Linked DNA regions of Mus musculus: all the other regions are linked to region 1. The links are chromatin contacts, called in public HiCAR-type and HiChIP or PLAC-seq maps. All regions are on one chromosome and are shown on one strand. The core of a region is the stretch at or near the end of the contact, and the rest is flanking DNA. Distances in the headings are between cores, read along the strand shown. Region 1 has its middle 18 kb from the start of Gm45924. Region 2 has its middle 43 kb from the start of Baalc. Region 3 overlaps Baalc (brain and acute leukemia, cytoplasmic).

The links. HiChIP or PLAC-seq counts read pairs in DNA pulled down with a chosen protein or histone mark. HiCAR-type assays count read pairs that join an accessible place to other places.
Region 2: a contact with region 1 is called in a HiCAR-type map of astrocytes, with 5 times the contacts expected there. The contact joins two enhancer-like sites. A contact is called at or near these places in 1 of 15 datasets of contacts at CTCF or cohesin (the NIH/3T3 cell line), 8 of 484 Hi-C or Micro-C datasets (CD8 T cells, the HPC-7 cell line, bone marrow-derived macrophages and 5 more) and 18 of 115 datasets of contacts at active chromatin or transcription factors (CD4 single positive thymocytes, the NIH/3T3 cell line, astrocytes and 11 more).
Region 3: a CTCF HiChIP or PLAC-seq map of the NIH/3T3 cell line shows a contact between it and region 1, with 16 read pairs. The contact joins two enhancer-like sites. A contact is called at or near these places in 1 of 15 datasets of contacts at CTCF or cohesin (the NIH/3T3 cell line), 3 of 484 Hi-C or Micro-C datasets (the N1E-115 cell line, bone marrow-derived macrophages and embryonic fibroblasts), 8 of 115 datasets of contacts at active chromatin or transcription factors (bone marrow-derived macrophages, craniofacial prominence, embryonic basal ganglia and 5 more) and 1 of 9 other capture datasets (embryonic stem cells).

What each region holds. Positions count from the first base shown.
Region 1 is chr15:38,708,530-38,713,241 of GRCm38.p6, reverse strand. No RefSeq gene overlaps it. Among named protein-coding and RNA genes, the nearest start is that of Gm45924, 18 kb to the left of the region's middle. Within about 2 kb of position 2,826, at least 264 of the 459 cell types and tissues checked have an H3K27ac peak or open chromatin away from gene starts, as enhancers often do. A contact at or near this core is called in the NIH/3T3 cell line, astrocytes, craniofacial prominence and 3 more, where this site is marked.
Region 2 is chr15:38,889,150-38,893,615 of GRCm38.p6, reverse strand. No RefSeq gene overlaps it. Among named protein-coding and RNA genes, the nearest start is that of Baalc, 43 kb to the left of the region's middle. Within about 2 kb of position 2,840, at least 33 of the 459 cell types and tissues checked have an H3K27ac peak or open chromatin away from gene starts, as enhancers often do. A contact at or near this core is called in astrocytes, where this site is marked.
Region 3 is chr15:38,949,628-38,953,760 of GRCm38.p6, reverse strand. Baalc (brain and acute leukemia, cytoplasmic) reads right to left here. Exons shown (of 2, transcript NM_080640.6): 2 at 2,497-4,133. Among named protein-coding and RNA genes, the nearest start is that of Baalc, 18 kb to the right of the region's middle. Within about 2 kb of position 2,195, at least 88 of the 459 cell types and tissues checked have an H3K27ac peak or open chromatin away from gene starts, as enhancers often do. A contact at or near this core is called in the NIH/3T3 cell line, craniofacial prominence, embryonic fibroblasts and 2 more, where this site is marked.

The DNA.
Region 1 (4,712 bases), core at 1,577-4,076:
CCCTGACATCGAGTTGGGCTCCAGACTCCAGAACTCTAAGAACTAAATTTCCACTGTTGATACGGTACCTGGCCCAAGGTATTTCAATGTAGAATTTAAAATGGATAAAGACAGCCACTTCTATGCACAGTTCGAGTGTAAGCATGCTCTACACTACAGACAGATTAACCACTCTCCATACATTTAATGTGGTCTCTACACTACTGATACATAGTAACCACTCTCCATAAACTTAATATGCTCTCTACACTACTTATACATTGTAACTACTCTCCCGGTACAGTTAATCTACTCTCCACTCTAAAAAGCAGGATAGAACATGAGGATGGGGGAAGGTAGCTCTGTCAATAGAAAATGTTTGCCTTTCGAACCTGGAGTTTGATCCCAGAGCCAACATTGAAAAGGCAGTGGTGGGCAGTGCATAAAAATCCCAGCACCACAGAGGCAGAGACAGGCTCTGATTGACTGACCAGCCTAGTTTAGTCTATGAACTTCAAGCCATAATTTTGTCTCAAAAAGAAAGAAAGAAAGAAAGAAAGAAAGAAAGAAAGAAAGAAAGAAAGAAAGAAAGAGAGAGAGGGGGGGGGAGGGAGGGAGGGAGGAAGGAAGGAAGGAAGGAAGGAAGGAAGGAAGGAAGGAAGGAAGGAAGGAAGGAAGGAAGGAAACAAACGAAAAGAAGACAAACACAACAAGGTAGGCATCAATTGTGGAACAGCATCCCAGGGTGGCCTCTGGTCTCTGCACACCTGCACATACATGTGCACCCATGATGCACACACAGACATAGGTCATGCCCTTCATCTCCAAGGCCCCTCTTGCCCACTGTACTCAGCTCCTCCTGTTCCTGATGCGGAAAGCACGCCTTTTAGTTACTTCCTCTACAGTAGATTAATTTGCTATTGTAGATCACTGTGTGTTGTCTTTTTGTCTGGCTTCTTTGGAGCAGCATACTGTTTTTTGAGAGTCACTAATGTTATTTTGCATGGTGCTAATTGATTTTAATGACAGAATAGCATTCTGTCATATAGATGTACATTTCATTTATCCTTTCTCCTCTTGGTAAGTTGCTTGGGTTGTTTCCAGTTCTGCTACCAAGAACAGACTGTTGTAAACATGATATGAAAGTCTTTCTGTGGGCGCATATACACAATCTCCTGGCTTATATACTCAGGAGTGGAGCAGATCAAAATTTTAATAATATATCAAATGTGAAGCACTGTGGTGCATGCCTTTAGTTCCAGTACTCACAAGGCAGAGGCAGGAAGGAGAATTGCTCTAAGTTTTAGGCCGGCCTGTTCTACCTAGGAGTCCTGGCCAGTGACATGGTCTAGAGAAAGAAAAAAAAAAAAAAAGAAGGTAGGCATGATGGCACATAGCTATAAAACAGAAGAGGAGGTGGGAAGAACTGGAGAGCAAGACCAACCTGGGCTGCTGATTGAGCTTAAGACCATCCTGAAAGACAGGCAGGCAGGCAGACAGACAGACAGACAGACAGACAGACAGACAGACAGATTTTTTTCATATTAACTAAAAGAATGTAGGCCAGGATAGATGGCTCAGCAGTTAAGAGCATAGGCTGCTCTTGTAGGGTTTGATTCCCAGTACCCATATCAGGCCACTCATAATTGTCTATAACTGCAGCTCTGAGGGTCCCACACTTTTTTCAGGCCTCTGCCAGTTTAAGAGACATTTCCAAGAGCTGACAAAATGGTAATAGGGTCTCCAAGGATTTATGTACATTTCTAAGAAGGAAAAATTTACAGTTTTGAGTTTTCTAACATAAATGTTCAAAGAAACAGAAAGAAAAGGAGAAGGGAGAGAGGGCGTTTTTCTTCCTGGTGTGGAACTTGAGGCGCCTGTGTGTGTTGCTGCTGTAGATATTCACCACCACACACAACTCTTGTTTTCAGCAAGATCCGAACCTTATTTTTAATTCCAGACTTCAATGGTTTGTTGGGTGGCGGCCGTGGGGCTAGAATCCAGAGCATCAAGCACAATGAGCCTTGCCCCAGCCCACTCCAAATGCTTCTCAATACAGTGCCCATTAAAGAAAACCTCCAGGTTCCAGCTCTCCAGTAGGAGCCCCAGACTTCGGCATAGATGAGGGGTGAAGCGGAAGCCTCCAACCATTGCAGCCATTGGCTCCTGCGGTGCACTCTGGCCACACTTGGCATCTCTATTCCAACACAGCCCTAAGACAAACTCATGTTTATTCATGAGAAGGCGGCTCCTAGGAAGCTACCCTTCCCTTCCTCCCACTGCTAACTGTTGCTAAGGTCACTACAATCCTTCACAAGCCCCAGAGAAGTCCTTAATTGACCCCTTACCTCTGAAGGCACCCGAGGTCAGGAAGGACACAAGACTGCCTTGGTGACAGGCACTGTTTCAGTCACTCATTAGCTCCAAACATCGGCCATGACCCACACTTCTTAGCTAAGCTGATTTTCCTGTTGTTCTGTCTGAAAAGACATCTGTAAATGGCTCTATTTAAGCATTGCAGTTTCTTTCTCTCAAAAATGCTACCAAGCTCCACATGTTTTTAACTGCAATTGGGTGGCTTCCCTTTCTAATTAACTCAAGTGGCCTCTTCCTGATAATGGTGGCTATAATTATGCAGCACTTAACTCCTGGAGGACTGTTTTACAATTGGAGGACAGACGGACAAGGTGACCTTTTCCACCCTTGTTTTTCTGTGCTTGCTTCTGAGGAAGAGGAAGGCATTACTCTCCACATGCAAAATGGTTTGCACGGTTCAGAGGGACAGCCTGTGAGGCGCCCGCCCGCCCCTGTTCCCTTTATTCTCTTCCTGCGGTGCTCAGTAGCTGAGTCAGTGGGGTCAGGGCTATTGCGCACGTCTTTGGTGATGTGAGACACTGTGGGAGGAGGGACATGGTGATACTGTCATTATTGAAAATCACTTCCACCCACCAGCTGAGTCACTGGGACGTCACTACTTAGGATTCTGCATCAGTCTCAAAAATATCCCTCTGCAGAGCTTTCCTCTCTGCGGGGCCTGCCTGCTGCTCCGCTCTGAGGAAAATGCTGGTCTCCACAGAAAGCCCTGCGTCTGCACTGCCACGCCCATACGGTGCTGCCCTGCCCACCAGTGCAACACCAGACCTGTCCTATATGAGTTCTGACGGAGGCCAAGCAAATAACCTGAACTTTGCACGAAGATTCGAGGAGGCTGAAGAAGACCTCATTCATCTAAGAAAAGAAGCCAGGCGTAGAATCTAAGTTCCCTCCCTCTCAGCCTTGCTCTGAACTATAACAGAGGGGTAAAGACCTGGAGTCTGAAATAAGGATCTCTCCCCGAAATCCCATCAGTGGTAACATAGCACTCTGCTGAAATGACTGGGTTGCCTTCACTCAACCGCAGACTTCAGAACAAACTAGAGTGCCCCGCCCCCAGACCTTTTTTCTTGTTTTCAGATCACGAGTAATAATCACTCCCAGCTCCTCCAAGTTCAGACCGAGAGCTTTCCTACAAACGCTTGGCTGCTTTCCAGACCACCACTGAGAGTCCAGAAGGAAAAGTAATTTGCCACATGGTGAGGTGGTAGGGACGGGTGGTTAAGGTCTCAACTTTGGAGCCAGACAGACTGGAGGAAGACTGATAGGCGCGCCATTGGGCGTGGGGGGAGATAGGGCATGGGGAAGAGCTGACTAGGTTCTCAGTTTCCAGCCACCATTATCACCACGGGGCTGTTCTGAGGATTAAATGAGATGATGACCAAAGCACTCAGTGTAGGGTGACATTTACCAAACCCTCTGCAAAGGTCACAGCTGCTACTGTGAATTTAGGATAATTACCCCCCAGTCTCGTGCCTGGCAGTGGCTGACCCTGGTCAGATACTGTGAATGCTGGGTCTGGTCTCACTTTTGAAGACTTTTCTGTAATGGCTTTTGTGCAGGAGAGTCCTGGGTCTGAAGCCACTGAGTTACACTCTCAGGCCTAGGCAGGTTTTTTTTTTTTTCCCCTCCAAAAATAAATTATTTAAGTTTTAATAATTATTTAAATATATGTTAAATTTAAAATATGGTATTCTATTTTTGAGCAGTTTTTAGAATCATGTTGGCATAGCAAATCTTTACTGGAAAAAAAAAATTTTTTTTCTTTTATCGTATGAGTGAATAGAGCCCCCTACTGTTTGGATAGTCTGACCTGTCTGGGTTTTGATTTTTAGTTTGTTGTTGTGGAGTTTGCGCTTGATTCATTCAATTTGCAAACTCTTGAGCCCCTTCTAGAAGGGTCTGTGAGGCTCAGAGAATTGGTTAATACATCTACTAAGCACAGCCCTGAGAACGTGGGGACACCTGCCTCTCCCCTGAGAACTTGGGGACACCTGCCTCTCCCCTGAGAACTTGGGGACACCTGCCTCTCCCCCTGAGAACGTGGGGACACCTGCCTCTCCCCTGAGATCGTGGGGACACCTGCCTCTCCCCTGAGAACGTGGGGACACCTGCCTCTCCCCTGAGAACGTAGGGTCACCTGCCTCTCCAAGGTTAAAAGCCGGTGAGAACAGGGCATGCTTTTGGAAGAAGGAGGCACAGGGCAAGCTTCCACGTCAGAGCTGTGGTCCTCCTCACAGGGGCTGAGAACCCTCTCACTGGCCTCTATGGGGCAATATCTGAGGAAGCCTTGGCACGTGGCTAACACAGAACGATCCGTGACAGACAGCTCCTTTCCCTATCCACTATGCTTTGAGGTG
Region 2 (4,466 bases), core at 1,591-4,090, 180 kb before region 1:
TTGAAATATGTGAGTATAGCTTTGATTTTTGCAACCTTTATATGAGCTTGAAATGCTTTTTGAAATGCCTTAGACTGTGATCAAGAGGTCCCAGAGTTGATTTGAGCAACTGTACTGAAACAATGCGCTACTCAACTGAATTCATCATCTCTGGTGTGTGTGTGCACACATGCAAGTACACACACGTGTGTGTGTGTGTGCGTGTGTGTGTGTGTATGCATGTTATATCACCTTTTCAAGTAACCTTTTATTACATTTTTTAGGACTTTGCATACGGCTTTAGATTTGGGACTTTAAGATTTGCAACACCGAGAATAGTCAGTGCATGGATTTTTAATTCATATTCAAAACAGAAAAACACAGGTCTGAAGAGCCCAGGCTTTCATGAACCCTCTGGTTCTTGGTGGTGAGAATGTTCTGCGGTGTCTATTTAAATGGTGAGTTCTTTAGGGCATTCACTGGGTAAGTTTCCTGAAGCCTTGCATAATGGCTGGCAGCCCCCTTTCTGCAAAGAAACACCTAATTCACAAAACTAAACCCTGGAACAGAACCTTATTCATCAACTACCCAGATTCAGAACCAACCAGACGTGGAGTGACTTCCTAAAATCCCCCAACTTGGCATTCCAGCCTGTGGCTGTGGCTGACAGTGAAGGAAAGGTGAGCACAGCTCGGAGGGACACGGGGTGATGTGGATTCTTCTCACAGGCAAAAAGCAATACTCCACACTCAGAGAGGAGACTGTCTGAGTCAAGGCCACCTAGAAAAACAGCCACAGCCACAGCCACAGCAGCTCCCCTTGAGGCTATCAGTCAACAGTGGCCTGAACTGAAGGAGTAGAAAGGTCCACCATTCCCTGGAGCCCAAGGCAGGGAGAGCTCCCTTGAGAGAAAAAAAGGTGATGGAATTAATCTTTGGGCACCCCTGCCCCACTGTGGTGCCCCATGTGATGTCTCACCAGTGAAGAGCATGATGTGAGTAATAGTCTCTAACATGTACTTCTTAGCATCCTAATCAGAGGTTATTAGCAACCTGCATAAACTTCCTTCGTTCACACATGGTGGCGCATGCATTAATCCCAGTACTTGGGAGGCACAAGCAAGTAGATTTCTGTGAGTTTGGAGGCCAACCTTGTCTACATAGAGAACTCCAGACCAGCCAGAGACACATAAAAACCAATTCTTTTTTGTTTGTTTGTTTTTTGGGTTTGTTTGTTTGTTTTTTTTTTTTTTTTTTTTTTTTTTTTTCCGAGACAGGGTTTCTCTGTGTAGCCCTGGCTGTCCTGGGACTCACTTTGTAGACCAGGCTGGCCTCGAACTCTTCCTGCCTCTGCCTCCTGAGTGCTGGGATTACAGGCGTGTGCCACCACTGCCCAGCTTATAAAAACCAATTCTTAAAAACAGAAAAGAAAAGTAAAACTTCCTTCCAAGTGAGAAATAAGTTTATATCACTTACTCATTCTTCAGTCATTCACAGCATTGACCATTTGGTATGTGCAGGGTATTTAGAAGTATCTTTGAGGACTGAGATTAACTCACTATCTTTTCTATATTCTATTACTTACTTTGGCCTCAAAGTCAGCGAATCTGAGATTTAATAACACCAAAGATCCATCTAGGACAAGAGGAGACTGGCAGGATGGCCACTAGATGTGGAATCCTGATGGCTGAATCCAATTCATAGGACTCATATGGTACAGGAGAGCGCCTGCTCCCACAAACTGCCCTCTAACCCCTGCTCCCCAAAACACACACTGAATAAGTAAAAGTTAACTTAAAATTTAAAACCAGGCTGGAAAAGTGTCTCAGGCACAAAAAAGACGACTTGCTGTTCTATTATGAGGACCAGGGTTTGGATCACAGCAAACATGTCACAAACATCTGTAACTCTTGAACCCATGGGGTTCAATACCCTCTTCAGGCCTCTGCAGGCACCTGCACACACACTCACACTCACACACACACTCACACATACACACATGCTTACATACATATATACATACATACATATACACACACAGACATACACATACATACACACATATATACACACAGTGCAGGGAGGAAGAGAGGAGAGAGAGGGAATAAAAAGTAGTTAACATTTTAAAATTAAAAGCAAGCATTGTCATTGGAACACAGACAGGCTCGTTTGTGAGTTGTCTGTGACTGAGCTGGCACTGAACAATGAGAAGTTAAGAAACTACCGAAGAAATCGTGTGGTACTCAAGCCTAGAATAATTACTGTCTAGCATTTACAGACATTTACAGCCTCTGGTCTCCATGAGTTCACAGCCAGCAGCAGCAGCATTGACAGGGAGCTTGTGACTAAGCCGTGGGGGCAGGAATGGAAGGTGTTTGGGGCACAGGCAGTGGTACCAGAGCCTCAGCCTAAGCTCTCTGGTTGAGCTGAGTGGGGAGACCCTGCAGGGATGACAAGGATGGAGAGCAAGGCTTCGGTGGGCAGCCTGCCCTCACAGTGGGCAATGGCGAGTCATGACCCTCCGAGAGAATCCCAGCTGAGTCAAAACTTCTTCCAGCAATTGAAAGGCATTGGCATGGAGCTGCGAGGGGGCCAGTCCAAAAGCTGTCATAGGTAAACAGAGATGAGGAGCAGAAGTAGCAGCCATAGAGGAAAGACCACCGGGTTCCAGGTGAGACTGGCCTGCGTTCTAAACCCCTCCCGCCTCTTCCAACCTGCATGCATGTAGACAGGCAGCATCGCCTCTTTGCCTCTGCCATCTGAAAGATGCAAATAACTGGTTACATAGTAACCATGGGATGCTTGGCACTGGAGAGGCACACAGCGAGTGCAAACCATGCTCATGAGACAGTGGCTGCATTTCACGTGCGCGTGCGCACTCATCCCTCATCAGCCCCACCAGCAGGTCTGATTCCTGGCTATACCCTGACTGCCTGGAAAGGGACTCTCAGAGGAAATGACTGAACATGGCCTTGGCTACAGAAACACTTGTTGTTTAAAGTCCTTAAACCCGCATCCCTCCTAGGAAGGGTGCATAGGCCACTGCAGCTTCTTTGTAACCAATGCCATGTCCTGTTGTTATGGCAACCAGTTTTCCTAACAGCCTTGGTATTTTCTACAAACCTTCTGGTTTCCTCATGTACTAAAGCCCACAAGCAAGGAATTTTTATTTTGAAACTTCCACAGGGAATGCAGTGAGCTCTTAAAATTTGCCAACTGGAGCTTCCCTGACAGCTGCCTCCAGGTTGACAGGAACATGGCCCTGCACAAGAAACGTCCACAAGCCCAGCATAGTAGTGCTCACTTTTATCCCAGCACTTGGGAGGCAAAGCTAGGTGTATCTCGGAGTTTGAGACTAACCTGGACTATAGAGGGAGTTCCTGGACAGCCGAAGAGAAATGGGGTGGGGGTGGGGGGAGGAAGGGATTTAGAAAGGGAAGGAGGGGCAAAGGGAGGGAGGGAGGGAGGAAAAGGAAGAGAAAACAAAAGAAAAGAACACAATCAGAAAATACAGACAGAAAGTAACAGGACTTGACCTGCATTTACGATTGTTCTCTCTGCTAGTCTTGAGGGTTGCATACCTCCTGTTAGTCCTCCTGTTAGTCCAGTACTTACTTACGAAGTGAGTTCAAGGACAATCTGGAATCTGGTCTACACAGTGGGACCCTGTCTCAAAGAGATGGGCGGGGGTGGATATTATTCTCCCTGTGACAAGAAAATAAATGCCAAGGGTCACAATGGAAGCTCAGTGGACCCTGATGGTGATGAGTGATCAGCCTGAACCAATGGCACAAATCAGAGCTCTACCATTCCTGATCACAAACTATCCCTGCCCTTTCTTCCCCATACACTGGTGGAATGGAAGTTCCAACCTTTTCAATTCACCCTCTGGGGCTTGAAATGCCCCCTTCTTCCTGACACAGGTGCACTTATGTGGCAAACTGTCTGCAACTTTCTTTTCCTCTCAAGACAAGGTTTCTTTGCATAGCTGTGGCTGTCCTGCACTCTATCTGTAAACCAGGATGGCCTTTAACTCAAGAGATTTGCCTGTCTCTGCCTCCAACATGATGGGATTAAAGGCATGCACCACGGCCGCACACTGGTCTGTGTGTAACTTTTTTTTTTTTTTTTTTTTTTTTTTTTTTTGGTTTTTTGAGACAGGGTTTCTCTGTGTAGCCCTGGCTGTCCTGGAACTCACTCTGTAGACCAGGCTGGCCTCGAACTCAGAAATCTTCCTGCCTCTGCCTCCCGAGTGGTGGTATTAAAGGTGTGGGACACCACCGCCCAGCCTGTCTGTAACTTTTGAGCATAAAATAAAATGTTACCAGGCAAGCAGGTGCCAGCCACTTAGCCAGGGAAAGCAGGGGCCTTTTTTACTAGGCTCATCTGAATCACTGGCAAGCTCTAAATGCATCTCATACTGAAAACAGACCATAATGATTTCTTTCTTACACAGGTCACAGGAGGCAATATCCGAGGACTCACAGC
Region 3 (4,133 bases), core at 946-3,445, 240 kb before region 1:
AGAGTCCCACAGCCCTGGCCATCCTCAGCTACATGGTAAATTCAAGGCCAGACTAGGATACTGAGGCTCTGTCTTTTAAACTCACAACCACCACCACCGTCTTGGGAGCGCTCCAACTCCAGACTGATCACTTGGGACGGTGCCTGCTCGCAAGCAGGAGGACCTGAGTTCCATCTCCAGCACCCACATTAAAAGCTGGGCATGGTGGCCTGTGCTTGTAATCTCTGTGCTGAGAAGGCAAACCAGGCAGATCCCTAGGGCTCGGTGAACAGACAGCCTGCCCTGATTGCTAAGCCCTGGGTAGGTGAGAGACTGCCCCAAAAAGCAAGGAAGGAACTGAAAAGACACCTCAGCATTAAGAGCTCTGGCGATTCTTCCAGATGTACGCTTTCAGATGAACTGGGCTTAATTTCCAGCATGCACATGGTAGTTCACTACTACCTATAAACTCCTTCCTGGCAGATTCAACCAACATCTCCTGGCCTTCAAGGATACCAGGTAGCTCAGGCATACATCGGGCAAAAACATCCACACATATAGCAATATATAATAGACCTAACAGCACTTTAGAAAATGTTCTAAGAGTAAAGCTCTGACTCTTTTTCCTCCTGAGAGAAGGAGATAAAACCCAGGGAAACTACCTTCTCTAAACTGATGCAGGAAATGTTCTTATCACCAGTGACGGGAACTGTAGAGTGCTGCATGAATAATCTCACTATAGACACTTCAACAAGAAACTGGGGTGAGGGTGGAGGGTAGTAGTGAAGAAGAGGTTAGCAGGGGGTGGAAAAGGAATCTGAGAGAGTTGGGGGCATAAATAAGATCAAAATGCAGTCTATATTTTTTGAAAAGCTTTAATGTACTAGAAATTGGCAATAAAGTAGACATGGCCCTTGCTCTTGAGGAGATAATATTTTAGTAGAACAATAAAAACAATAAATAGACAGACAGACAGATGCAATAATTTCCAATTTCTGGCACATCAAAACTTTTTAATAAATATAGTACATGAAAGTGAATAAGCGCATACCTTTAGCTACTGGATCATACTTGCAACTTACCTCCTCAGAGAAATTCTCCAAGATTAGCTACTTCCCAGACTTGTGGAAATGATGAGGGACAATCTGTATTTGAAAGACCCTTATAAGAACAAGAAAACCAGATATTTGGAGAGGGGTTGCACAGCCATGCACCTCAGGCAGGTGACAAAGGCGGAGTTACTATATGTACGTCACACTGGTCTGCAGGCACCAGTTCTAGATATGCAGACATCAGCTCCAGCAAACTTGGTACCAAGGGACCAGGGACAAAGACCTTCCAGTTCTTCAAGAGAAAATGAATTAGGTTTGCTGATGAATTGTAACCTGTAAGAGTAGATTAAATAAAGCAGATGTATATTTCTTGGTTTCAGATGGCCTAAGTATGTACAGTTCTGGGCTCAGGGAGGTTGCATAGAACCAGGAACCCCGTCTTCTTCCGATTTGTTGCTCCGTTTGGCATAGCTTCAAATAGCTTGGTTGCTCCACTGCCAAGGACAGGTGACATACTGTCCCAATGGACCAGTATGTCTGCAGCTTTTCCCTCCACATTCTAAGCAGCAGGAGGAAAAGGAGACTCACAAGTGCAGTGCTTATTATAAATCAATGTATGATTGGCAGAGAAGGAAAGAATGTATATGGAGTTTTCAGTGAGGGGTGCCTGCTGGATCTATGTACATAGAATTCCAATGTTTGTACAGCAGGGCAGCTGAATAAACCATGCCTTTGATCTGATTTCAGCAAAACAGCCCCTCCTTGGAGACCCTGCTTAGAGAAACAGATATGGAGGAGAGGTCTTTCTGTGACACTGGGGAGCGGCCACAAATGGAGGTTAGTTGGTCAAATAGGTCTGAGTGCACTGGGGAGACGGGCAGCTAGAGGAACATCTTGTGAATGCAGGGCATTGGCTGCAACCTAGGTAGCCCTCAGTTCCTAATCTTTAGGCCCAGACACCTATTATAAGGACAGTTTATTCTTTCCTCAATTATGAACTTCTTTCCTGACCTTAACCCAGAGAGCCTTCTCATACAAGGCCAGGCTTACCCTGTCCAGAAGGCTAAGTGATCCCAGGCTGGCCCCAGCTCTCTAATCATAGCCCTCTCCAGTCATCCCCTGTCCTCCTAAGCTTGGGGTTGGCTCAGTTTCAGGGTATGAGACAGTTCTCCCTCTCGATATCTGTTTCAACTATGCTGGACATTCTGAGTCAGGTACGGGAATGGTGAGGAAGCACTGATCGTTGGCTGACATTCCTATCTGGCATCCCAGGTCACCAATTCCTGGCTAAAAAGTTATAAATCCCTCTGTAAGTGTAAGTTAGAGCTAATTGCAGCCCCCATATCTAGTTCATCTAATTCATAGGGCTGTTTGACTTATGTGAAACGCCTTTGTTTCAAAAAATTCTAACCAGCTGTGCATACAGATTTAAGGTTCCAGTAAAGAGCCTCTGTAACCATTCACATATGTTTGAAATTAATGACTTTATTGACACAAACTTCAGAATGGAAAGTGTTATCCCACTAGGATAGTAAGAGTCAGTTCCTGCTTTAAACACACATTTAAAACTTGCCAGATGGAAATTTCAATGGTGTGCCAGATCACAGGCCCTCCCTCCCTCCCTCCCTTCTCCTCGCAGAGTGAGAACGTGTTTCTGTATTTGCAGAGACAACTTTCCCAGATGGTAAATTCCAATGAGCTGAGGCAAACACAGAGTTGGGAAGAGAAGCCGGCCTTAGCCCATGGCCGATAGCATCAACTGGGGAAGCAGCATGTCAAAACACAGCGCACATGCCCTGGAGCGCAAGCCCTTGAGCTTGCAGGATTGGACCCATGGCCAACCCTGTGGAAGGACTCCTGCCCAGCAATGCCGCTGAGGACACAGGAGTCACGGGGCTTGCTTTTGTTTTATTAGTTAAATTGTCAGAACATGAAGTTCCCTAAAAGCCCTTTGACAAGGAGTCAAGATGAGAGAGGTTGGGGGTGGCGGGGGAACTGTGGTGTATACGGCAAAGGAGAAGACATACATCTGTGATTGACAGAAAGCTACCTTTACCTAAGTGTGAGATTCCACTGCAATCATTGGTCTTGTGCCACAGGGTCCGTGTCAGTCTCCTGAGTACCAAGCCTCCTCACAGAGTCAGAAGTACAGTCGTGACTTCCCGACTCCAAATCCCTCTGCGACTGTTACTGTAGCTGGCACAAGGTTGGCAGTGAATCTTAACACTAATAAACATACAGTCTACAGTTCTACTTGTGTTGGAGAAATAAGTCAGAGACAGCAGTGAGCATCTGCATCTTAATCCGCTTGGGTGACTTCTCTTGAACTGTCACGTAAGCATGCCGCCAGACTACTATTGCTGCTAGATGTGAGTTTGTTGGTACAGTTTGATATGACTTGGACCTTAATAAGCCCAAGCATGTTAACAGTCCTTTCAGACTCATGCTGTGTCATACTCTGCAGGAAGGTGTGCTTAGGAATGCTGGGGAAGGGTTCCTATCAAAGCATCGCTTTACCATGTTGGTGCCTGTTTTTCAATACAGTGAGTGCCTTGTTAGACTATGTCAACAGGAATATACATCAACCAGCCTCTGGCTTTCCAAACTAATTACTCTGCAGATACCAAAAATAACATGGTCCTTGGGGCTGTGTACAGAAGGGCCAAAGGGGTATCACGTGTGCCACCATGTGTTCCTAGGTCACTTTCCCCCCTGTGAGTGGTGTCCAGCTGCAAATGACCACCTGACTGAAGGTACAAAGCCCACCAGAACAATAGGGAACTGGAAAGCTATGGGGAAAAGCAACATGAAGCTAGGTCCCAAAGGGAGCAAAGGCCACAGGCATGTGACATTCTGGTTTGGAAGCCAACGCCTGGATGCTAGCCTGGGAGTCCTTTCCAGGTAGAGGAGAAACAGGTATGTGTGTGTGTGTGCGCGCGTGTGCATGTGCGTGTCTCATAGACACCTCTCAAAGACACCGAGTAGGCACCGGGGAGCCAGCACGTGAAGCTGGGACTGATTCAGCTCGTTCCAAGTCTCTCTGGTTTTTTGGATTCTTGTATTTCTGGATTTAGAGTTGGCTGGGAGCCAGCTCTTAAGTGA